Regions from separate parts of the Mus musculus genome. Here all the other regions are linked to region 6. The links are chromatin contacts, called in public promoter capture Hi-C maps. All regions are on one chromosome and are shown on one strand. The core of a region is the stretch at or near the end of the contact, and the rest is flanking DNA. Distances in the headings are between cores, read along the strand shown. Region 1 holds the start of Mfap5 (microfibrillar associated protein 5). Region 2 holds the start of Fbxl14 (F-box and leucine-rich repeat protein 14). Region 3 holds the start of Erc1 (ELKS/RAB6-interacting/CAST family member 1). Region 4 holds the start of Adipor2 (adiponectin receptor 2). Region 5 holds the start of Aicda (activation-induced cytidine deaminase). Region 6 holds the start of Pex26 (peroxisomal biogenesis factor 26). Region 7 holds the start of Lrtm2 (leucine-rich repeats and transmembrane domains 2).

Region 1 (3,177 bases), core at 16-2,515, 1.3 Mb after region 6:
CAGTCCAAGGCCTTCCCCCACCCCCCACCCCTCTTTTTTGTTTGTTTTGTTTTGTTTTGTTTTTGAGACAGGGTTTCTCTGTGTAGCCCTGGCTGTCCCGGAGCTCACTCTGTAGACCACGCTGGCTTTGAACTCAGAAATCCAACTGCCTCTGCTTCCCAAGTGCTGAGATTAAAGACCCTGCTGTCTTCAGAAGCTTTTAAAAGGAAAAGTGAATTAGGCCCTCATGTTACCTGTATGAAAGGAAGTTCTGGTTTGTTTCAGCTGTCTTCTCATTGTTGTTTTTCAAGTGAAAGTTTTGTTTTGTTTTGTTTTGTTTTTAGAAGATGTTTAGTGTTAGGATGGTTCAAATGTAAAAAGGAAGATTCTTAATCTTTTAAACACGAAGTTGTATTAGTAGAAACTTGTAAATTAGGTGCTAAATAAAATATCAAACCCACGAAGACCAGGGACTTGGTAGTGTAAGCCTATAATCCCACTACATGGAAAGCTCAAGATAACCACAGTTGGAGGCTAGCCTGGGCTATATGACCAGCTCCAGGCCAGCCAGGAAGACAGAGGCTTGCAATGTATCTCATTAGGATGCTGGTTTGGCCGGCATGGAGCCCTGGGTTTAATCCCCAGCACTCCACAAACTAGGCAAAGCGCCCCATGCCTGGGAAATAGAGGCAGGAGGATCAGACATGCAAGCACATCCTTACACCACCAGCAGCATAGGGAGTTTGCAGTCAGCCTGTCCAACCTGGGCAACCCTAACTCATACAAAGGAAAGGAGGAAGCAGGGAGGGGTGGACACAGGGGAAGAGGGAAGAAAGGGGAAGAGAGGGAAACGAGTAATGATTCAAATAGAGAAGAATGCCAGAGAGAGAGAGAGACAGACAGACAGAGAGACAGAGACAGAGTCCAGTGAGATTAGGGGGAGCATGCTTGGGGGGGACAGGAACCCGAGGCAGAAAGGCAAGCTGAGCCCAGCAGTGACAGGGAAAGTGGACTGATGAAAGGAGAGCAGATGTTGGGCCGGCCCTGGCCCTTCGAGGGAGCAGTGAGCTCCCTCTCCAGTGTGGTCATAACCTTTGGAATGAGGGTGTGAGTGACTGCAAATTCCCATCTCCCTTCTCATTCCAGCCTTATTGTAACACTGCTTTCTACGCCTCTCTCTCTCTCTCTCTCTCTCTCTCTCTCTCTCTCTCTCTCTCTCTCTCTTCCCCTCCCTCCCTTCCTTCCTCCCTCTCTCCCTCTTTGCTCTGCCCCCCCCCTTCATTGTTTTAGAATAGGCCAAATGTGAAGTCTTTCCAAGGGTGTGGCTGTGTTCATCTTATTCTCCAGCCCAAGTAGAACAGCAGAGAAGCGTGAGAAGGACGGACACACTCAGCAGCCAGAGGCCACCGGCAGACAGATCGCAGCTCTGTAGACAGTGAGTTGTTTACAAAACTATACATTGAGAATGTCTGTGTGTGCATGTGTGTGCTAAAGGGTGGAGAATGTCCCTAACTTAGAATTGAGCCCTCTCCATTATGTGGGGAACTCAAAGGAGAAGGAACACCGAGATCAGCAGATGATATTGGAAAAGACACAGATGCACCAAAGGTAGCTTAGATATTAGGAGTGAAAGAGGCTATGGGGCAGGGCCAAGGATGCCTTAATTAGAATACCAAAGGTCCTCCCTCCTTGTTACATGCCTGCATTCCAAGCTAAAAGGTGGTGGATTGAGAAGAGTGGGGTGGCGGTGGGGTGGCAGGGGTGGAGGGTGGGGGAAGTGAAGCGAGTCCAGGAGTTCAAGACCAGCCTGGGTAGCATAACTAAACAACTCAAATTTAAAAAGATATTTTCTGTAGAATGATGGTCGTGACAGTCAGAGGGACATGAATGTCGGATGAGAGAAAAGGAAGGGTTTGAGCTGTACAAAGAAAGCAAGGTTTCCGGAGTGAAAATGGGAGAGGGGGATGCAAGCCAGACGTGAGATGTTGCTATCTCTCGGCATCATGGTCTCTGCTTCTCTCCCATCCTCCACCCATCTCCTAGATATGCTGTTCTTGGGGCAGAAGGCCTTGCTGCTTGTCTTGGCAATCAGCATCCCCTCTGGTGAGTCTTTCTGTCTTGACTCTTCTTTCCCTAACACATCAGATTCTTGGTTCTCCATGCCCATGGGGTTATCTATGGGTTAGATGGGGGTGGGGCTGAGAGTGAAGGGGCGTGGCATTGGGCTATGGGTTAGATGGGAGGTTGAGACTGAAGGGGCGTGGCAAGAGATGTCTTGTGTTGACACAAAGGTGAGAGTTTGCAGGTGGTGAGAGCTAGCCTCGGACTTAAGGGTGGTTAAGATGATGTGAAATTACAATACAAGCACTTATTAATCCCTAGAAAAGAGTTGCATATTGATATATGACTCAGCAAATACCAAAGGAACAAGAAGTTACATACACCTACAGAGACCACCATACGGGAAACTGGATCCCCTTAAGCCCCTTGAGGGAAAGACCACCTAACACTTGCTCCGGCGGACGCACAAAGATTTACATACATGATGGAAGTATATGCTACGTGTACGCACAAAAGGAGTGCAGTCGTCGCAGGTAGCATAGAATCCAGCTAAAGGATTGGCTATAGAAAGCAATCTTGGATGCTGAAGAAACGCTACTGTATTCCCCCTCCTCTTTCTGCCAGATGCAATCCCACAATTGGCTTGCCCAGTGGTGCAGCTGATTCAGGGGCTGTGGGCCCGGGCAGGACACGCTAAAGAGCCTGCCGGGTTCCTCTGTGGCCCTTCTTGGGAATGAGATCAAGAGGGGGACCTGAGTCAGGGCAGAGCAACAGTGGGCTTTGTGCTCCATAACTTGTCTTTGTTGCGTGGTTTCTAATGCTTGGTTAGTTTTGTGCATAGCCTTGTGCTCTTGTGTGGAAATATATAGGGACAAAGACAAATCACAAAGACGATATGCAACAATATCTCCATTGTATTCTGGTTCATCTCATAAAAGTGTTGTGGTGGAGAAAGTTGGAGTTATATCCATTTTCTTTCTTTTTGACAGACTGGCTACCCCTAGGGGTCAGTGGTCAACGCGGAGGTAGGTGAAGTCTTCCTTATGGGTTCAATTGGGGTTCTTGCCAGGATTACATAAAGCAGTACTGAGAATCTGTTTTAGGGCCAGGCAAGATGACACATGCCTGAATCCCAGC
Region 2 (3,424 bases), core at 676-3,175, 1.7 Mb before region 6:
GCTTGAAACGGTGCTTACCGCTAAGCCTGACCAGCTGAGAGCCATCTCCAGCACTCGTACAGTAGACGGGGAGAACAGATGGCCCCTGGGGCTGTTTAAACAGAAGATAACCCAGATGACCCCAGGAGAGTGCAAACTGAGGCACAGCCAGAATTGTTACACTATACGTCAGGAATTATTTGGTGACAAACAATGTTGCCTCATATTCAGGAAGGCCATAAAAGTCTAAGGGCCTCGGTATGTGCAATGTGAGATACAAAGGGCCTGCAGGAATTTTAGCCACTGCATTTCCTGATTAAGACCCACGGGGTGGGATTTACTGTGTATTGTGCCTGTTAGTTCTGTACACACTCGGGTCTAACAAGTATCTGTTACTTAGGAAAGAGGAGTGGCTAAAAGCCAAGGCGATCGTATTCCAAATTTGGACCACATCCCAAATCTTGTTCAGTGCAAGATGTCAGCAGGTAAGGTCATTGCTACCAAGTCTCATGATCCGAGTTCCATCCTGGAATCCACATGCTAGGAGAGGGATGACTTCTTCAAGTCGTCTTCTGACCACTAGATACTGGCTGTGGAGCATGCCCTCTCCCCATTAAAGAAATACAATGTATTAATAATAATAATGATGATGATGTCTTGTTCAGGTTCCCAAAGAGTCAAGGAAACAGCTAAGTCAGGTTGTTTTGTATCTAGATGTGTGAACTTGTAACTTATTTAAGATTCTCAGGTTCCTTTTCTCTGAACTAAAAACTCTTGGCTTCAGGGGTCATAAAAATACAATTCTGAAATCCTATCCTTCATGCAGATATTTAAGACCCGAGGCTACACTGTATAGAGTTGAGCTCTGCCCTAGATTCATAAAATATACATAAAGCATAAGGCTGGAGCATCTTTAACCAGACCAAAGAGTGTATGTGTGTCAGCACATACAGATGTATTAGGTATCCGTACAGCTGGGCCGTGCAATCTACAGTCTAAGTGGCCGAGGAAAAAGACAAAACCTGGTGTAGGTTAGAGCGCAAGGCAGGGGCAGAAGCAGTGGGAAGTTTTGACACAAAGTTGAAAGGGAAAGGAACTCACATGGGTGTATGGAAACAACAAGATTGTGGAAGGCAGGCACACTGGACAACTTCCAGAAATTTCTAGAACGAGAGCTGTCAAACTATGCTGACTAAAAGCCACTTTCTCCACCAAATTAAGACTCACTACTAAAGAGAAAGGAATGGTGGGAAGGCCGCCCGACTGGGGCAGTGGGTGTGGTGAGATGGTTAAAGGCGCTCTGAGAAGTAACGCGGGCTAGAGGGGATGGAATATGCGGGCAAGAGAGGATGAAGTATGCGGGCGGGAGAGGGCGTGGAGTAAGCGTGGACACCGAGGGGAGCAGCCCGTGGGCCATCGGGCGCTCTTTAGGGCTGCACGGTGCGGCGAGGCCGCCAGCCATCCCGGCGCGCATGGGGTTAAGCCTCCGCGGCCGAGGGCAGAGCCCGGTTTCCAAGGAAACGGCTCCACCAGTTCCGGCGGCGCGGGCGCGTACCACTGAGCGGGGGAGCCGGCGCGGAGGACGCGGAGGGCGCAGCGCGGCTGGCCGGCTCCTAGGGCGCAGGCCCGATCACGCCGGTGAGTTCGCCGCGTCCCGCCGCCCGCGGCCGTGAATCGGACCCGCGCGACTTAGGCGGGGGAGGAGCGGCGCGCGGCGGCCCCAGAGTCCCCCCGCGCAGCGGCCGAGTGCGAGCAGCCCGGGGCTGGGCAGTTTGAACCGCGGACGGCAGACAAAGGCAGCAGGAAGCCGTCCGCAGCCCGAGCGCCCGGCCCGGGCCTCGCCGGCGCGCGCAGCAGCGACGCGGCCGGGCGCGGGATGCCGCAGGGCGCGGGGCGGCGCGCGGGCGCGGACGCGGCGCCCGCCCCGGCCGGGATGTGAGGCCCGAGCGGCCGCGCGGGGGCGGGAAGGGCGGCAGGAAGGAAGCGCCGCTCGGACGCGCCGGGAGGAGGAGCGGCGGCCCGGCCGGAAGGCGGGGAGGGGCGGCCGTTGGCCCGCGGCGGGCCGCTCTCGGCGCCTCCCGGGGCGGCGGCGGCGCCCGCGCCTCCTGCACCCGGCGCGGCGTAGCGGCGGGAGGAAGATGGAGACCCACATCTCGTGCCTGTTCCCCGAGCTGCTGGCCATGATCTTCGGCTACTTGGACGTCCGAGACAAGGGTCGCGCGGCGCAGGTGTGCACGGCCTGGCGGGACGCCGCCTACCACAAGTCGGTGTGGCGGGGCGTGGAGGCCAAGCTGCACCTGCGCCGGGCGAACCCGTCGCTGTTCCCCAGCCTGCAGGCCCGGGGCATCCGCCGCGTGCAGATCCTCAGCCTCCGCCGCAGCCTCAGCTACGTGATCCAGGGCATGGCGAACATCGAGAGCCTCAACCTCAGCGGCTGCTACAACCTCACCGACAACGGCCTGGGCCACGCGTTCGTGCAGGAGATCGGCTCGCTGCGCGCTCTCAACTTGAGCCTTTGCAAGCAGATCACCGACAGCAGCCTGGGCCGCATAGCCCAGTACCTCAAGGGCCTGGAGGTGCTGGAGCTGGGGGGCTGCAGCAACATCACCAACACCGGCCTTCTGCTCATTGCCTGGGGGCTGCAGCGCCTCAAGAGCCTTAATCTCCGCAGCTGTCGCCACCTCTCGGATGTGGGCATCGGGCACCTGGCCGGCATGACGCGCAGCGCTGCCGAGGGCTGCCTGGGCCTGGAGCAGCTCACTCTTCAGGACTGCCAGAAACTCACGGATCTTTCCCTGAAGCACATCTCGCGAGGGCTGACGGGCCTCCGGCTCCTCAACCTCAGCTTCTGCGGCGGCATCTCGGACGCGGGCCTTCTGCACCTGTCGCACATGGGCAGCCTGCGCAGCCTGAACCTGCGCTCCTGCGACAACATCAGCGACACCGGCATCATGCATCTGGCCATGGGCAGCCTGCGCCTTTCCGGTCTGGATGTGTCGTTCTGTGACAAGGTGGGAGATCAGAGTCTGGCGTACATAGCCCAGGGACTGGACGGCCTCAAGTCCCTCTCCCTTTGCTCTTGCCATATCAGTGACGATGGCATCAACCGCATGGTGCGGCAGATGCACGGGCTGCGCACGCTCAACATTGGACAGTGTGTGCGCATCACGGACAAGGGCCTGGAGCTGATCGCTGAGCACCTGAGCCAGCTCACGGGCATAGATCTGTACGGCTGCACCAGGATCACCAAGCGCGGCCTGGAGCGCATCACGCAGCTGCCCTGCCTCAAGGTACTTAACCTGGGACTTTGGCAGATGACGGACAGTGAGAAGGTCAGGTGAGGGCGGCAGTTCCAGTTCCCCCGCCCCGCCCTGTTCATCCCAGGACCACCACTGTTCCGCACACTCACGCGCGCACTTACACGTTCAGGGCAGTGGCCGCGGTG
Region 3 (3,062 bases), core at 228-2,727, 1.3 Mb before region 6:
CCAAAGAAAAAGGGGGGGGGGGGGAGACAACAGTAAGTACACCTGAAAATAAAAAAATAAAATCGATCTTCAAGAAAGCCAGATCATGTCTAATCTCACACTTGGAAGGCTGAGACAGAAGAAGAATCGGAAAAATAGGGACATCCAGATAACTCAACAGAAAAAAGTGCTTATGTCACAAGTCTAATAACCAAAGTTTGATCCCAGCCATCCACAGTGGGAGAACCAAGTCCCAAAAGCTTTGACCTTTGACCTCAAAGAGGGAGGGAGTAATCTATCGTGTGTATGCCAGGCACACACACATAATGATTAAATAAACGCAAAATGTATCAAGGTCTATTGAAAAACAAGATGTAAGAGACAGTTGCACTTTAAACGCTTAAGCAATTTCATACAGTCATCTCCAACAGAACTGTTCACAGTTCGCTCAAAGCAATCAGCCACAACCACCTGCAACTATTACTCTGAGTCCAGGGCCTTTTCTTAACGGGTCAACTCAAAAATGAAAAATGGTACAAAGAGATCAAGCACAGGAGAGGGGGTTGAGGGGGGCAAGGAAAAGAAAAGGCTGATAGCACTTTTGAGGGGCTAAGAGTAATGAGACTCACTCCTTCATGGTTGGTTGCTATAGAATGAAGTTGTCTAAACACCAACATCTTCCTTCTTGTGTGTAAAAACCTCACTCACTCGCGCTCCCAATTTACCAACCCCAAGTCAACGCAAAGGGATTCTCTTCCCTCAGCGAATTCTACTCATCTGACCAAGAAAAGAACCAAAACCCTAGAGTGGCAATGTGAGATCTGCTGCAGTAGCCCCTCCAGCTACCTCCAAGGCGACATCCATGCCTCATTTTCCATCTGAAATACAACCTTTCCTCTTCTATCTAACCAGGTTCAAAATAATAAGATCATCTTAAACATTTTACATCCGATCCACCTTGGCCGCACCCCAACTCCAGGGCTCCCCAATAGCCCCACATCATGCCTCCCACCCTCGGCTCTCGGTGGGCCAGAAGCCCCCCACCTCCCACCTCCAGCAGCGATCCTTACCGCCAGCGCCTTCGCTCCCGCCCAATCCGGGAGCTCCGCAGGGCGCGGCCGCCGGTGGGCTCGGGTGCGCTGGGGCGGGGTCCGCCCTCCCGACCTCCCCATCCTCCTCCCCACCCCCGGCCCAAAAAGGAGGGGGAGGGGTCCCCAAGCCTCACCTACAGCTCCGCCCCTCCCCAGGGGCGCTCTGCCCTGCCCAGCCAGGGCCGGGAGCGCCGAGCCGGGTAGGAAACGACAAATGCCTCGGCGCCTGCGACCTCTGGGCAGATCGAGGTTCCGCCTGACGAGCGAGCCGCTGCCGACGCGGCCGCCTTACTCTCCTCAGGGCCGCCGCTGCTGCTGCGGTTGCTGCTACTGCTTCCCGGACAGCCTGCCGCCGACACTACCACAGCCGCCGCCGCCGCCGCCACCGCCACAGCACGACCGGCGCCCGCGACGTCACCACGCCCCGCCCCCCGCGCACACCTAGCCCCACCCCCTGTCGCCCGCGCGGCGCCCTCGCCCCGCCTCCCGCTCTCCCGGGCCGCTGGGCTTTCCCTCGTCCCACTGGGAAGCGCCCCGCTACGCCGCTCCACGGGACCGCGCGCCAGGATCGACAAGTGCGGCGCTCCGAGGCCGCGAAGGTAACTGGGTGCCGAGGCAGGGTTGCGCCACACGTAGCGCCGCCCCTCACACACACACCCACACCCACACCCACGGCCGAGCGTCCACCGGGAGCCCGGGCCGCGATATTGAGCGAGGAAGGTGCGGACGAGGAGGGGCGGCGTTTGTCTCCTCCTGCTTGCCGTAGGACGTGGACTGCTGGAAGCCCCAGGAGTGGAGTGGCCTTTCCCAAACCTGGAGTCGCCCCGCCCCTTCCTTGGCAAGCCCGTTACCCGAACCCTGGGACGGCCGCCACCTTAGGAAATAAATAGCTCAGGGCTTGTCATTAGAGCCACGGCTGCCTGGACACCCTTTGTCCAAGAGAAGTTAGCTTCTCTCACCCTTGGCTTTTGCGCTGTGAGGCTGTGGAAGGCAATAATACTCTTGAGTCATCTGGGCTGTCCAAGCGGTCATGGCAAAAGACCCTCGCCTCAGTAGGTGGCTTTTTTTGCAAGGATCATTCCAGGGAGGAAGAGTGTGGGCGGAACCTGATGTCCACATGCAGTGTACTGTGCCAAATGCTTCACCGCGTTACCTTTTTTATTTAGCCCTCACACCAAGCAAGGCGAACTACAAAGCAGCTGCTACCTTATTTTAGACAGCCCAGTTTTCTGCTGCTGAATTTCAACCTTTGCCTTTTGTCAAGAGCAAGCCAAAAAAAAAAAAAAAAAAAAAATACGGAGGTGGGGGCAACACATAGTTACTAATCTTAAAAATGTAGATAAGCTATCTCTAAGCCGAAAATCCAAGGGTGGTGTGAATTACACTCATCCCCATACTCACAGCGCTTATTAAGCTAATTTGAAATGCCTTTGAGATGAGAGGAGCTAAGACTCACCGGTTTACTCATCCCTAACCTCCCACCATCATAATTAACCGGCTTACACTCTTCCTAATCCCATTAACATCTTCCCCCATCCTGTAGTATTCACGTTCATCCACCAAACTATATTTTGTCCTTTCCAGATTCTCTAATTGTTCCCTTCCAAAATGCACTTGGGTCATTACAGCTCCTTGGGCACACTAAACTGATTCCCCTTCAGTACATCTAACATATGACAGCCAATTGTTAGAGAGTGTGCAGCTAAACGGGACTATTCAGCAGCCAGAAAAGAATCTTCAAAGATTTCGTTTCTGGGGCTGGGAAGATGACTTAGTGGATACGAGCATTTGCTCTACAAGCAGGAGAACCTAAGTTTGAATCCCCAGCACCCACATAAAACCCAGGCATGGCTTCAAGTATCTGTAACACCAGCACTGCAGAAGGAGGACAGATTGATCCCAAAAGATGAGCTTCTGATGCAGTGAAAGACCCTGTCTCAAGGCAACAAGGCAGAGGGCAATAGAGGAAGACACCTGATGTCATACTCTGGT
Region 4 (3,188 bases), core at 296-2,795, 1.8 Mb before region 6:
ATTAAAGCTTGCCTGAACTACATTGATCCTGCCTGTCTTCACAACATGGTAGGTGATTCATGCTAACACACAGAAGGCTGAAGCAGGATTCTTAATGTTTGGGCTACAGAGTGAGACCTGCACACCCTCACCCACGAACAAACAAAACAAATACACTTAGTTGGGAAGTGTTTTATGAACAAATAAATTTTAAAATCCTAAAAGACTGCAGTATTTTTACCTTGCTCCTTGGGGAGCAGGGGTAAGCATTCTGCTTTGGGGAAACACAATGAACACAGCAACACAAGAATTACAGGCCATCAAGTGAGATGGCTAAAGAGTATGCTTGCCAGGCAAATTTTCAAGACCTTGCCGCCTGAGTTCGATACCCGGAACCACATAAACGTAGACGATGATCAACTTTTACCAAGTTGTTCTCTAACCTCCACACGTGTGCCATGAACACAGGAGTCACACAGAAACACACCATAATAAACTGGATAATTTTAATTTTTTTAAAGTTTTTTTTTCTTTAAATGAGACAACCAGAGTAAAACATAAATGCAACTAAAAGATCATTTCCACTAAAATACTAAAACCACCAATGAAGCATTGTACCTACCAAATCCCAGGTGGTCATGTCATTTATCAAAAATTCATTGCTCAACGCTCTCGTGAAGTTTTCAAACTCCAGAAACAAATGTTTAAATCAAGGTCAAAAAAAACAAAAGAAGAGACTCATTAGCTGTCTGGTCTAGCGCTCCCTCGGACTCATCAAAACTTATTTTATAGCCGTTTCCAGCAATTCTCTAACAAGCTAACCACTGGCAAATAAAAACCCAAAGGGGCTCAGAACTGGGCCCAAGAACTATCCCGCAGTGACAGCCTGACGCGCCACCTAAGGAAAGGTGAGGGCAACCTTCCCATCCCAGTGGTTGGAAAAGTCGCGCTGAGCACAAGCCATCCGAAGCAAGCCTGCCAGAGAAATCCCTAGAAGTGGCAGAAGACACCAACTAGAAGTCGGGGCGGGAGGATTTCAGTCTCCGGCCATCGCGGGGGTACCGGCTCCGAAATCGACTAGAGACGGAGCGAGGGGCTTCGGACTCTGCCCCGCGGCGGGGACAGGGCAGCGGGCGCCCGCGACCGCAGCTGCACGGAGCGCGGCCCCGGCCCCCCCCCCCACCCCACCCCCCCGGCCGCTGCTTGGGCCCCGCACCAGGCGCGCGGCCGCAGGTCAGAGTTCCGGCCGCGCTCGGAGCCGGCCAGGCGCGCGCTCCCGGCCCGCGCCGGGGACACCTGTCCCTCAGCCCTCACCTCCTTCCGACCCGGGCAATCTGCTGAGCCCGGGAAGCCGCGCTCGAGCCACAGCCCTTCGCCCGAGTTAGCGGCCGTCTCACCGCGCGGCTCGGGCGCCTCGGGAAGCAGCGCCTCGGGGAGGGAGAGGGGGGGCGCGGAGGGAGGGGGCCGCTCGCTGGAGCCGCCACCGCCGCCGCCGCCACCGCGGTACCGCGTCGGGACTGTGCTCGCGCCGCCGCGACCGCCGCCGCCGCCGCCGCCGCGTCTCCCCGCCTCCGCGCCCGCGCGTAGCCGTGACGCGCATCGCACGAGGCGGGCCGAGCCAGTAAGACCACACCCCGTGCGCAGCCGCGCTGGCCTAAACCGGAAGCCTCCCCTCGGGAGGCTTTGGAAGCGTGATGCATCTTGGGAGTTGTAGTTCGGCCGGGTCCACAATGTAAACAGTGCGGGCAGAGTGCCTCGGAACGCTCACCCAGCTTCCTCGACGATTTCTGAAGAGATCTGAGAAGGGAGTGGGCCGCCACGGTTTAATGACTCGGGATGGAGCGTGTGTTTGTGTCAGCGGCCAACATAATGCTAGGCGTCGTCTTATGAAGGTTTCAGGATTCCGAAAGCGTTTAGTCAACTCTTCCTCAAACAGTAGGGCTTGTTTTTATTACCGTACTAACGTATGATTGATTTATGCCCTACCACTTCTAGAAGATATTCAAAATTATTTTCAATGGTCGATTGCAAACGACTTAAGCATTGTGTCTGTTTACCCAGAGGGAATGATTTGCTACGAGTGAGCTTTCCTATTGAACCAGAACAAGGAACTATAGGAGCTGGTGTGCAGAGGAAAAAAAAATGGTTTCTTCGTGTTCAGTTGTAAGAGGATTGTATCTGTCACACTCTTTAGTTCAAAACTTAATACACGTCAAAGTAAATTCGGAAGCTTTAGTTTAGACCTTGGAGGAAGCTTATTGTTCTTGCCTTTAGACCACAATCGGTCTCATAGCCAAGAAGCTAAAATGTGATGTTGAGCGATTGGAGGGAAGCAGACATGGAAAACTCTTCAACGAGGAAAAGCACTAGAGAGGTTAAAACAAGAGGATCTTGCATGTACCAGATCAGCCTGGTGTACATCGCGAGCCAGGCCAGCCTTGGCTATACAGAGTGTAAAACCATGTCTCAGAAAAAAAGAAACGAAAGAAAGAAAGGGAGAGAGAGAGAAAGACAAAGACTTGGCTACTAAGACTGAGAAAGACAATTGTACCTTTCCCATCAGAAAACAAATGCAGGCATTTGGGAATTATAAATGTGGCCCAAGGCTGGAAATATAGCTCAGTGGTAAAGCTATAGCCACTCCAAAAGCCTCGATTCCATCAATAACTTAAGGGGGGGGGGGGTGCGGGGGGAAGGATCCATAATAAATAGGGCAAAAAGAGAAGTTTTTTTTTCAGGCTGAATATAAGGTATCCCCTAAGGAAGACAGACTTAAGATAGACCATTATCTTACCAGGTATGGGGGCTCACACCTTAATTCCTAGCACGTGGGAACTGGTATAGGACGGCTGCAGTGAGTTCATGGCCAACGTGGGCCACAAGATGAGTTCCAGGTCAGCCAGGGCTAAAATGAGACCCTGCTTCAACAAAGGAAAACAAAACCCCCTCTCAAATCTTTCCTGCAGAGCTTTCTTTTAAGGATGCTTCTTTGATCAAAGCTTCTGTCTCCAGGAACAGGGTTTTTAAGAGAGCCCGCCATTTCCCCTCCTACCTCTCAGCTTGGCCTCTTGAACTGATCTCACTGTCAATCACTACATGCAATTTCTGATGCTTCTATAATGATGAAACAAACCACCTTATTTCCTCAAAATGCCCACCCACACCTTCTCAGCTAATGAGGATCTTTGCCACTCTCCCTACCCTCAAAG
Region 5 (3,114 bases), core at 604-3,103, 1.4 Mb after region 6:
GAACCATCTCTCCAGCCCCTGCTGCTCCCTGTCCCTCTCCCTTTTAAAGAAATGGTGTCAGTCAGAACAGGCAAGATGGTTCCATGGATAAATGTCCTTGCTGCAAAGCCTGACTACTTGAGTTCAAGCCTCAGGATCTACATGGTGGACAGAGAGGACCAAGTCTTGTAAATTGTCTTCTGACATCTACACATAAGCTCTGGCCCTCGTGCCTCATATACCCCTCCACTGCCAAGCACAGCAATATATATATAATTTTTTAAAATGTAAAGAAATCACAACATCTCTGCCAATATCCATCAAGTCGGCCCTTTGGGAGGCTGTGTACGTGTGTCTCAGTATGTCATTCCCTGGACAATTGGCCAAAGTAGGGCAAAGGTCCGGGCCTCATCCTGTGAGACAAGTTAGAGGGACTTGTCCACCCACCACCTGGGTTCCCTTAACCCTGTAATGTCACGGCTGGTGCTGGTTACTCCCGGTGCCCTGAAATTTTTTTCCCAGGAATTCATTAATTCACTAGTGAGGGAAATTGTGTCTCTGATAGTGATGTGATAATGCAGAGGAAATTAATTAGAGGAAGAAGGAGGATGGGGGCTCATTAACATTTCAGATATGATATCCAGGGAAGGCTAAACTGCCAGGGAGTAAGCCAAGTCCTGAACTATGAGACTTTGCACAGAGAGATTTCACAGCAACAAAATAGGGGCAGGGGCATGTGCTGTGTGCATGCAACGGGATCCAGTCTCTAGCTCAAGACTGGTCTGGTCTATATAGAAAGTTCCAGACCAGCCAGAGGAGCTACATAATGACACCCTATCTAAAAAAAGGAAGGGAAGGAAGGAAGGAAGGAAGGAAGGAAGAAAGGAAGGAAGGAGGGAGGGAGGGAGGGAGGGAGGGAGGGAGGGAGGAAAGAAGGAAGGAAGGAAGGAAGGAAGGAAGGAAGGAAGGAAGGAAGGAAGGAAGGAAGGAAGAGTATAAGAAAGGAAGGAAGGAAGAAAGCAAAGGATGTTCTTCCAGATGATCAGGGTTCAGATCCCAGCAACCACACATGGTGGCTTTCAACCGCCTGCTGGTCCTCTGCAATAGAAATAAGTGCTCTTAATCACTGGGCCAGCTCTCCAGGCCTCCAGTAAGGTATTTTTAATGAGGAAAAAGAGTTCTTTTTTAAAAAAAAAATACTTTTTGACACACACACACACACAAAATTAAAATAAATCACTTTTTGGTGCAAGCAACTAGTCTTTCTAGCTATCTTATAATGTCATTTTAAAAAAAGAAAAATATATTAGAGAATTAGGAGGCTAAAGTTCACTCTCTGGATGCTGTGGTGGTCAACCCCCATCTCTACTGAGGCATAAAACTGAGTGTAACAAACGGAAGGAACAGATACTGTAAGTTCAAGAAGCACAAGATGCATTTAAGGCCACTTTAAGTCACTATGACTGCTATCATTCTTGTTATCACAATTTTAAAATTAGGAAGCATGCACAGACCTTAGGTGTGATACCTGGGACCCCCCCACACACACACACACACACACTCACAGAGCTCATTATCATGATACCAATGTGAAAAGTGTCCAGTGCTATTGTCTCCTGATCTTTGTTACCTGTGGTACCTGGGCTGGCTTTTTAGAGGAACAGCCTCGAAGGAAGTTGGACATTAAGCATGAGCAGAACTGCCCCCCGCCCCCCAATCATTTAATCCGTGTGGCTCTGCCCACCACAGCCCCGCCCATCTTTACTGGACCCAACCCAGGAGGCAGATGTTGGATACCTGGTGGTAGTGATGCTGTCGTGGGGGAGGAGCCCACAAGAGCAAGCTCAGATTTGAATGCCAGGGGCCAGTGCTCTGTCACACAACAGCACTGAAGCAGCCTTGCTTGAAGCAAGCTTCCTTTGGCCTAAGACTTTGAGGGAGTCAAGAAAGTCACGCTGGAGACCGATATGGACAGGTAACAAGACAGTCTCATCTGCTTGTGCATGTGCTCCAGTAGTGCTGGCTGCCTGTCTGGATGGAGGCTTTGCCTGTCAGTGCGCGAATTTCCTCGTCTGCTTGCCACCCTCTGCTCAGGTCTTTTGGGTTTTGGACCTAACTCTGACCACGAAGTTCTTCCCTTCCCCCGGTTTCTCTCTTCTCTGTGTTGCTAGAGATAGGAAGCCTTGACTTGTCCTGAGATTTGGGCAGAGCTAGAGCCGGCTTGTGGTAATAACAGCGAAGCCTTAGAGGCCCGCGCCACAAAGAGGTCGTAGCAACTCCTTACTAAAAACAGTAGTGGTTATTTTCACAATTATTTGGCAAATATCCAACATCTTAAGACTCGCATGGGGAGTCTTTACAGGAATTATTTAGTTATAGCAAGAAGATTTGTACTTCTCAAAAAAAAAAAAAAAAAAAAAAAAACTAAACATTTGAGATGAATTGCTTGCAACTCATTACAATGGTGTCTATTGAAGGAGAGAATTTCATTAAGACAGGCAATTTAGTGTTATAGACTCAACTGTTAGACACTTGGTGACATTTTTACTGTTTAATTCATCTATGCAGAGATTTCTTAGCTTCTTGAAAGCTTTTATATGCAGCTCATGATGAGCCATTATCAGAAATTTCTCTCTTGATTTTTACATTTATTGCCAGTGTGTGAGTCACTATGCCTAAAGCCCATACACTTGAGCTCACTTCCGTTTGGCTATGAGGTTTAGAATATGGAGTTAATATAGCTAATGGTAGCAGGGTGTTCTTCAGATTCCAGATTTTTCCTTTCTTGTCTTCCTTCTTTCTTTTTGTTACCCTTCTCCTACCCCCTCTTCTTCTCCCCCTCCTCCTCTTCCTCCCTCCTCCCCATCTCTTCCCCTCCTCTTCTCCCTCCTCCCCCTCCTCTTCCCCTTCCCCTCTTCCCCCTCTTCCTCCTCTTCCTCCTCCTTCTCCTGCTCCCCATCTCTTTCCCTCCTCTTCTCCCTCCTCCTCCTCCTTTTGCCCCTTCTCCTCTTCCCCCTCCTCCTCTTCCTTTTCCTTCTCCTCCTTCTCCTCCTCCCTCTCCTCCCCCTTTCCTCCTCCCACTCTCCCTCACCCCTATCAGGGACCACATTGAAGACCTCACACATGCTAGACAAG
Region 6 (3,437 bases), core at 888-3,387:
CCACGTGTGCACTGTGGCACACAAACGAGTGTATAAAAATAATATGTGTATGTGTGTGTGTATGTATATATATATATATGAGAATTGATTCATCTTATTTGATGTGTGTGACTGTTTTGCCTACATATATGTATGTGTACCATGCGCAAGCCTGGTACTCCAGGAGGTCAGAAAGAGGGCATTAGATGCCATGGACCAGGCTCAGTCAGCCCCCCTCAATCCGTGGGAAATCAGGGGTTCTGGCAGGTGGGCATGGAGTTGGCGAGAATTGGAGAATTGACAAACAGACACATACACAAGGGAGTGCTGTATCTGGATGTAATTTTTCACAAGGCTTATAAAATATAATACAGAAAACAAAGGAGTAGGGTGTCACAACAGGCAAAGTACACTGAAGTATTTGACACAAAACAGAGGAATGACTTCAAAGGACTGACAGGAACCAGGTAATGTTTACAGTAAAGATAAAACAGCCCTGCCTAGGGTCAGCTAATGACAGGTAAGGATTTCACACCCTAGTCACAATTTGTGCTACTCCTTTGAGCCTTGTGAAAGCTAGCACCAGGGAGTTCTGCTCTAGCAGACCTTATCATGAATAATGCAACAACACAACCCCCCTTTTTCCTAGGCCTTGGTAAATACTTGCATATGAGAGTAACTTGGCTGTAATGAAGATTCTAAGTATACTTTGCTAAGCTTGCCCTGAGATTTCTAACTCTTATCCAGTAAAATACTGTAAGAAAGTATGCAAGACCCTCCACAATATTGCAGGGACAAATCTGGGGCATTCTAGCTATGGGAATGCCAAGGTTCCAGGAGGCTAAGTTTCCTTGAAACTCTTTGCCTTGTGACTGCTTCCAGGCTTTTAGGCCTGCCAAGCCAGTCACTACTGGAGTGGACATAGCACTGGATCCCCTGGATCTAGAGTTACAGATAGTTGTGAGCTGCTATGTGGGTGTTGGGAATTGAACCCAGGTACTTGGCAAAAACAAATGCTCTTAGCTGCTGAGCCATCTCTCTAGTCCCCAGTGGGGGGGAGAGGGGGAATTAAACAGTATATATATTTTTAAACAAGTGACATCCTGGCCCTTTCACCTTACACAGTCACAGGCTTTAGCAGACTTGACATTTCTGTCTCAGCTGTGTGAGGACCTTCTGCAGAGATTTAAAGACTGCCATGTCCTGTCGGTGTTAGTGATAAAAGAAAGGCATATATGATGTGAGCAGGTCTTAGCCTAGCACCTCGCTGTCTTATCCAGTCACTAAGGAGCAAGGGATTCTAGGAAAACTTGGGAGAGAGTTCAGAAGGTAGAGAACTGGACGAAGTAAAACCATGAAGACTGAGTATAAATGTGGAAGAGATAGGAAATCCTGCCTGAAGCACAGATAATTGGTGATTTATGAGTCTGTGTAAAATTATATAATAGGAAGTCAGGTGTGGTATTGCACTCCTTTAATTCCCGGCACTAGGGAGGCAGAGGCATAGTTCAAGGCCAGCCTGGTCTACAGAGTGAGTTCCAGGAAAGCCAGGGCTACACAGAGAAGCCCTGTGAAACACAAACAATATAAATAAACACATAAAAATACATATTTAAATGTATTTACTTTTTGTATATTATAAAGCATCAGTTCTTACATTGGTTCAGTACTGTTTTGAAGAATTGCATGACATGTGCATGGCTTTGTTTTTATGACATCCTTATTTATATAAACAATGCAGGATCCAGGAGTTTATGTAACTCACTTGTGTGTTGATGGTTCACCTACCTAATACAAAGCACAGATCAGATCTACCTCTGCCCTGACACTCCTTTCAGCCAAAAAAAGTGCTTTCTTTGGTTTGACAATGTTTTTGTGACTTATTTGTCGTGTGACCTATGTCACCTGTAAATAGAGTAATAGTCCTTAACTCATAGAGATGAAGAAATAACAGACAGAAAGCGCCTTTCCATTCTGCCACACTTTATAGCAGCATCGAACCCAGGAAGAGGAAATAGCCAGCTCCATAGTTTTCTTTTTCTTTTTTCCCTAAGCTTCCAGCAGACCCTTCTCAACGGACTCCTTCAGAGGTTAATAATAAAGGTGCAGGTAGCTCCACCTCCTAACTGGAATTTCTTCCGTTCGTCCTCTTCCGGTTAGCGAAGGAAGGATCACATTTCTCAGGACAAAGGCATTTCACTAATGGTTTAGCTTCCTCATCTTTTCCACCCCAAAGCTGGCGACCCAGTGCGTTCTCTCTGGAAGATGGCAGTCTCTGGGCGCGAGAGGTTCCCCGAAGCTTCACAGACCCAAGAGCCCAGGACTACAACTCCCAGAATCCTTCGCTCCAGCGTGCGCGTGCGTCGTAGTGGCTAAGAGGGGTGGAGAGGAGGTGTCCACCGTCGTGGGTTCCCCGTGCAGGTCTTCTGTTGTCGCGCTCTCTACTCTGGGAGTTTCGGTGCTTTTAGCACCGGTCCAGGGACAGGAGGAACTAGTGCTGGGCCTTCGGCAGCACTAGTCTTGAACAGACAGTCTTGAACAGGCCAGTGCCCCAAGGGTTAGGCTGTCAGTGAGCGCAGGCTGTGCCCGGGTCCAGCTCCTTCCTGGTCCTTCCTTAGGAACAGACCTGGAGAGGCGCGGAGGGGAAGAGTGCGAGGCTTGCGGGACATCTACCAGGCCCAGTCCGAATTTCCAGGAAGCTCCCGAGAAGCTGTCCTCCTGACGTGTGAGGAGACCTGGTCGAACCCAGGCTGGCTATGAAGAGCGACGCCTCGACGTCTGCAGCCCCTTTGAAAGGGCTCGTGGGCCCTCTGCGGAGCAGCGAGCCCGCGCTCGCCCTCCCCGCTGTGTCCCCCGCGGTGCACCTGCTGGAAGAGGCGTCCGACCTGTTGGTGGTGCACCTGGACTTCCATGCCGCACTAGAGACTTGCGAACGAGCCTGGCAGAGCCTGGCGGAGGAGCCCGTGAGTGGCACGTACGTGCTGAGCTATGTTCCGTTCTGGATCCTTTTGGGGAGGAACTCGGGTCTCTGAATATCTGGCATTGTGAGACTGCGCCAACCACACACCTTGCTTTCCCTAAGGGATCCTCTTTGAGAGAGGCTGGTTGCTCATCCTGCACCCGTGAGACTGTACAATGAAGTCAAATCATGCAACAATTTGGAGGGACGCCACAGTCAATTCTTGGCTCACCTTTTCAGTGCAGGACAGGGTAGATGTCTTTTAAGTGTTCAGTCGTGAGGAGGTTCAGTAAGCAGGTAGCAGCCTTCTTTGGGAACACACCTCCTATTTAACCTAGCCTTGGCAGGTTATAGAAAATGGGGGGTAGAGCGGGGTGTCAAGGCAAGAAGCACACTGTTCTGGTCCTGTTGCAGGACTGAGTGAATTATCTTTAGATTGCTCTGTCTAATGCATTGGCCTCCTCTGACAGCTGGAGGGCACCATTTCTCTGTGGAGTAA
Region 7 (3,275 bases), core at 69-2,568, 1.9 Mb before region 6:
CTGTGGGCCTGTCAATCTGAGTCACACAAGGCAATGCCCAACAAACCCTGGCAGCCTGGTGCCAACATCCCCACCACCACCCTGGAATGCAGACAGCTGGGGGTGGGAGGCAGAGCAACCAATCAGAGCCCAGTCCCAGACCTGCCGGCCATACAGGAATTTGAACTGCAGATTCCTGGGCAGAATTCAGCGTTATGAAATGGGCCTGGGGCTCCTGAGAAGCAGTGTCCTGCTCCGAGTTGGCCATCCATGCCCATATGAGCCAGGCAGCAGGTGAATGTGACCTCGCTGTACGCTGCCCCCTACACTAAGCACCCGGGGCTTGGAAGGCATCTGACCCACCTGCTGCAAAGGGCATTATGCAGTGGTGGACCACCTAAGCATCTCGGGCTCCTGGTTTGTTTGGCCATCTAGTGTGCTAAAAATCAAGGCCTGGGTTTGTAAGGAAGAACTACCAGACACCCCTCCTTCACTCCCAGCCACACCCCCACCAAGGAGGCTCTATCAGGACTGCAAAGACTATTCCAACTAGGAAGGGCTCCTTTGCACCCTTGTTCAAGGACAGCTACCTCGGGGCCAGCAAGGCCAGCAAGAGCAACTGGTATAAAGGTCCAGCCTGCGCCTCCTCACTCAGTGGGTCCTCCACCCTCCACCCTCACTCAGGCCTCTCAGAATGCCAGCCTGTTTCCAACACCCAAGCTGTCTCCCCCTCCCATAGCTGCCGCTCCTCCCGCTGCAGGGACATTTCCATGCTACCCGGGGCCATCATGTGGCACCAGCACTGCTCTCCTCCCTGTCCCCTCCTCCATACCCCCTCCTTAGCAGAATACACCGCTATGTCCCCAGCACTAAGGAGTCAGAGTTCCTAATGCTCTGTACCTTTGGGTTGCCCAGGTTATCTGGTCCTAAGTGGTTCCCCCACCCCACCTCAGCAACTGCCCTGGGAAGAAAGCCCTGATCATCGTGCAGGGACAGGTGGTCCCTAGTTCCCATACCCAAGCCCTTTGCGCCAACCCCATTCTCTCCCAGAAGCCGCTCACAACTCACCTTTTTGCACCGGGACCTGATGCTCAGACCAGGTAGCCGGACACACGGGCAGCTTGGCAGGCAGAACGCAGGGATGTCCGGTCTGGTTCAGGGCAGCGGGAGACTGGGCAGCGCCTGTGAAGGAGGCGGACCCGCAGGCTGAGCTGCCGCTGCCGGGGAGGGGGCTGCGGGGTCAGCGACAAACTGAAGCGAAAGAGGGAGGGCGGGAGGAAGACAGACCGAAGAGGGGGAGAGGTAGAAGGATCAGAGCGCGCGTGCTCAACAGCAAGCAAGCAGAGGGAGGAGAGCGCGCAGCGGAGTGACAGCTGGGGCGCATCTGCGATGGCGGGCGCGCGCACCGGCCTCCGAAGCTCTGTGGCAGCAGGAGAGCGTTTGTGGGTGAATCTCCGCTGCCCCAGACTACAGGTACTACAGGTACCCTTATCTCCTCTCACCTCCCAGGAGCGGCCATCTCTGGCTGTCTAGAAGGCAGGACCTTCCAAGGGGTACAGGACCCAAAACACAGCCCCGCTGACTGTCTTGGATCTTAGACCTGCCGGAACACTAGGTCTGTCTCCTGTGTCAGACCCCAGTTCTGATAAGGAAAAACCAGCTCCTTAAAGGCTGAGTTCCTCTTACAAGAGGAACGCTGAGGGTCCTCAGAGATGCCAAGGCAACAGAAAGCCCTTTAGACAAGGGGCTGAGTCTGTAGATGTGACCACCCTTGGCCAGGACTATTTGGGAGAGAGAGGTGTCAGAGCACGCAGCTGCAACCTGAAGGAACAACAAGCAGAGACCATGTGCCTCTGTGCACACGGGGAACTGAAGGAGCTGGCCTTGGTGGTCTAAGACCTCTCTCCCAATCAAGACAGAGCAAGTCTAACACATTGCCATTCACTGGCATAAAGAGTGTTCCTTCCAATGCGGGGCTGAGCCAGAGGCTAAGCCAGAAGAGAAGCTGGACTTCCCAGCCTGCAGCCTGAAACAGGCCTCATTCCTTTACATCCTGCCTGTTCAGCAGATGATCTAGCTTGTAGGTAACACAGCATGAATATGTATCTCAGGGTCCTTTCTCTATGTTATATGCAGGGCTGGGCGCGCCTTGATTCAGGACTGCAATCCAGCAGAGCTGAGAGAGTCCCCATCCTCTCTGAAGTTCCCTGTGCCTGCCCTTTCAACAAGGCAACCAGCCACTACCCTAACACTCTCCCAGCTCCTGCCTCAGCAAAACAGACCCTTCAGGAGCACGGTGATCTCTGTGCATAGTGATCTATCCCTGCCTTAAAAACTCAGCTCTGGAAGGTGGGGGTGGGGGCAAGATGGCTCTCCTAGCAGGTAGCAGCACTTGCTGTCAAGCCTAATAGCCTGGGGTCAACCCCGAGAACCCACATGGAGATAAGAGACTCCCACAGGCTGTCCTTGGGATGGACACACACACACACACACACACACACACACACACACACACACACACCATATAAGTAAAATTAACAGCAACACCCAACATCCCTCTACAGGGATTTTTTTTCTCTGTACCACTTTATAGTTCTGATCACAGAGGAGTCCGTGTGGTAGCTTTTTGTCCTGTATTGTGAGCTGTTTGGGGGTAACTTGCCTTACCTTTCCCTATCACCCACAGCTCTATGCCCTCCTGTTGGTTAAATCTATGCTTTTGCTTCTCAAGTAGTTAGCAGCTGAGCAGTTACCCCGTGCTGAGTTCTCAACTTACAGAATAAGCAGGTGGGTTGAGCTCTGAAATTGCCTCCACCCAGGAATCCTAGGATGCTGGCACTCCCTGAGTACCTTCCAGGCCACTGCTATCAGCTGCACAAATCAGGCCCCTCCCTCACAGTCCCTGTTTAGCCAATCATAGGCCAAGAAGGATCAACACAGGTGCAGAGGCCAGCAGGGGAAAATTGGTGCTCCAGATGTGTGTGTGTGTGTGTGTGTGTGTGTGTGTGTGTGTGTGTGTGTGTGTGTGTGTGTTCCTGTACTGGTTTGTGTGTGCTTTGCTTTGTTTGAGTGCCATCCCTGATGTGTGTTTGTGTGTGTGTGTGTGTGTGTGTGTGTGTGTGTGTGTGTGTGTGTGTGTGTTGCTGTACTGGTTTGTGTGTGCTTTGCTTTGAGTGCCATCCCTGATCACAAAGTAGCACCAGAGATCAGGGGTGAATACCCTGTTAAGGCCCCCAGCTGCCTGTGGTCTTACTGAGGTGTTCTGTCAGGCTATGAGCCCAGAGGAAAACACAGGA

The links. Promoter capture Hi-C pulls out the DNA fragments that hold promoters and counts their contacts.
Region 1: a contact with region 6 is called in a promoter capture Hi-C map of stem cell-derived epiblast-like cells, with 5 times the contacts expected there. The contact joins the promoter of Mfap5 here to the promoter of Pex26 in region 6. A contact is called at or near these places in 5 of 39 promoter capture datasets (the 3T3-L1 cell line, cranial neural crest, embryonic stem cells and 1 more) and 1 of 115 datasets of contacts at active chromatin or transcription factors (stem cell-derived neural progenitor cells).
Region 2: a promoter capture Hi-C map of pre-B cells shows a contact between it and region 6, with 5 times the contacts expected there. The contact joins the promoter of Fbxl14 here to the promoter of Pex26 in region 6. A contact is called at or near these places in 2 of 39 promoter capture datasets (erythroid cells and pre-B cells) and 1 of 9 other capture datasets (liver).
Region 3: a promoter capture Hi-C map of erythroid cells shows a contact between it and region 6, with 4 times the contacts expected there. The contact joins the promoter of Erc1 here to the promoter of Pex26 in region 6. A contact is called at or near these places in 2 of 39 promoter capture datasets (erythroid cells and pre-B cells).
Region 4: a contact with region 6 is called in a promoter capture Hi-C map of pre-B cells, with 5 times the contacts expected there. The contact joins the promoter of Adipor2 here to the promoter of Pex26 in region 6. A contact is called at or near these places in 3 of 39 promoter capture datasets (liver and pre-B cells) and 1 of 115 datasets of contacts at active chromatin or transcription factors (pancreatic cancer cells).
Region 5: a contact with region 6 is called in a promoter capture Hi-C map of pre-B cells, with 6 times the contacts expected there. The contact joins the promoter of Aicda here to the promoter of Pex26 in region 6. A contact is called at or near these places in 6 of 39 promoter capture datasets (the 3T3-L1 cell line, 3T3-L1-derived adipocytes, embryonic stem cells and 2 more), 1 of 484 Hi-C or Micro-C datasets (B cells) and 3 of 115 datasets of contacts at active chromatin or transcription factors (embryonic stem cells, large pre-B cells and trophoblast stem cells).
Region 7: a contact with region 6 is called in a promoter capture Hi-C map of pre-B cells. The contact joins the promoter of Lrtm2 here to the promoter of Pex26 in region 6. A contact is called at or near these places in 2 of 39 promoter capture datasets (embryonic stem cells and pre-B cells) and 1 of 115 datasets of contacts at active chromatin or transcription factors (pancreatic cancer cells).

Annotation. Positions count from the first base shown.
Region 1 is chr6:122,512,319-122,515,495 of GRCm38.p6, forward strand. It overlaps Mfap5 (microfibrillar associated protein 5), which reads left to right and starts at 1,266. Exons shown (of 10, transcript NM_015776.3): 1 at 1,266-1,414; 2 at 2,023-2,082; 3 at 3,030-3,065. The coding sequence starts at 2,025.
Region 2 is chr6:119,477,743-119,481,166 of GRCm38.p6, forward strand. Fbxl14 (F-box and leucine-rich repeat protein 14) reads left to right here and starts at 1,926. Exons shown (of 1, transcript NM_133940.3): 1 at 1,926-3,424. The coding sequence starts at 2,118. The coding sequence ends at 3,320. The region is part of intron 1 of Wnt5b (wingless-type MMTV integration site family, member 5B); the gene reads right to left.
Region 3 is chr6:119,846,673-119,849,734 of GRCm38.p6, forward strand. It overlaps Erc1 (ELKS/RAB6-interacting/CAST family member 1), which reads right to left and starts at 1,478. Exons shown (of 21, transcript NM_053204.2): 1 at 1,205-1,478. 3110021A11Rik (RIKEN cDNA 3110021A11 gene) reads left to right here and starts at 1,521. Exons shown (of 1, transcript NR_030776.1): 1 at 1,521-2,357.
Region 4 is chr6:119,387,189-119,390,376 of GRCm38.p6, forward strand. Adipor2 (adiponectin receptor 2) reads right to left here and starts at 1,546. Exons shown (of 8, transcript NM_001355692.1): 1 at 1,294-1,546.
Region 5 is chr6:122,551,956-122,555,069 of GRCm38.p6, forward strand. It overlaps Aicda (activation-induced cytidine deaminase), which reads left to right and starts at 1,854. Exons shown (of 5, transcript NM_009645.2): 1 at 1,854-1,954. The coding sequence starts at 1,947.
Region 6 is chr6:121,181,530-121,184,966 of GRCm38.p6, forward strand. Pex26 (peroxisomal biogenesis factor 26) reads left to right here and starts at 2,138. Exons shown (of 5, transcript NM_028730.6): 1 at 2,138-2,953. The coding sequence starts at 2,736.
Region 7 is chr6:119,329,448-119,332,722 of GRCm38.p6, forward strand. Lrtm2 (leucine-rich repeats and transmembrane domains 2) reads right to left here and starts at 1,319. Exons shown (of 5, transcript NM_172492.3): 1 at 1,048-1,319. The region is part of intron 26 of Cacna2d4 (calcium channel, voltage-dependent, alpha 2/delta subunit 4); the gene reads left to right.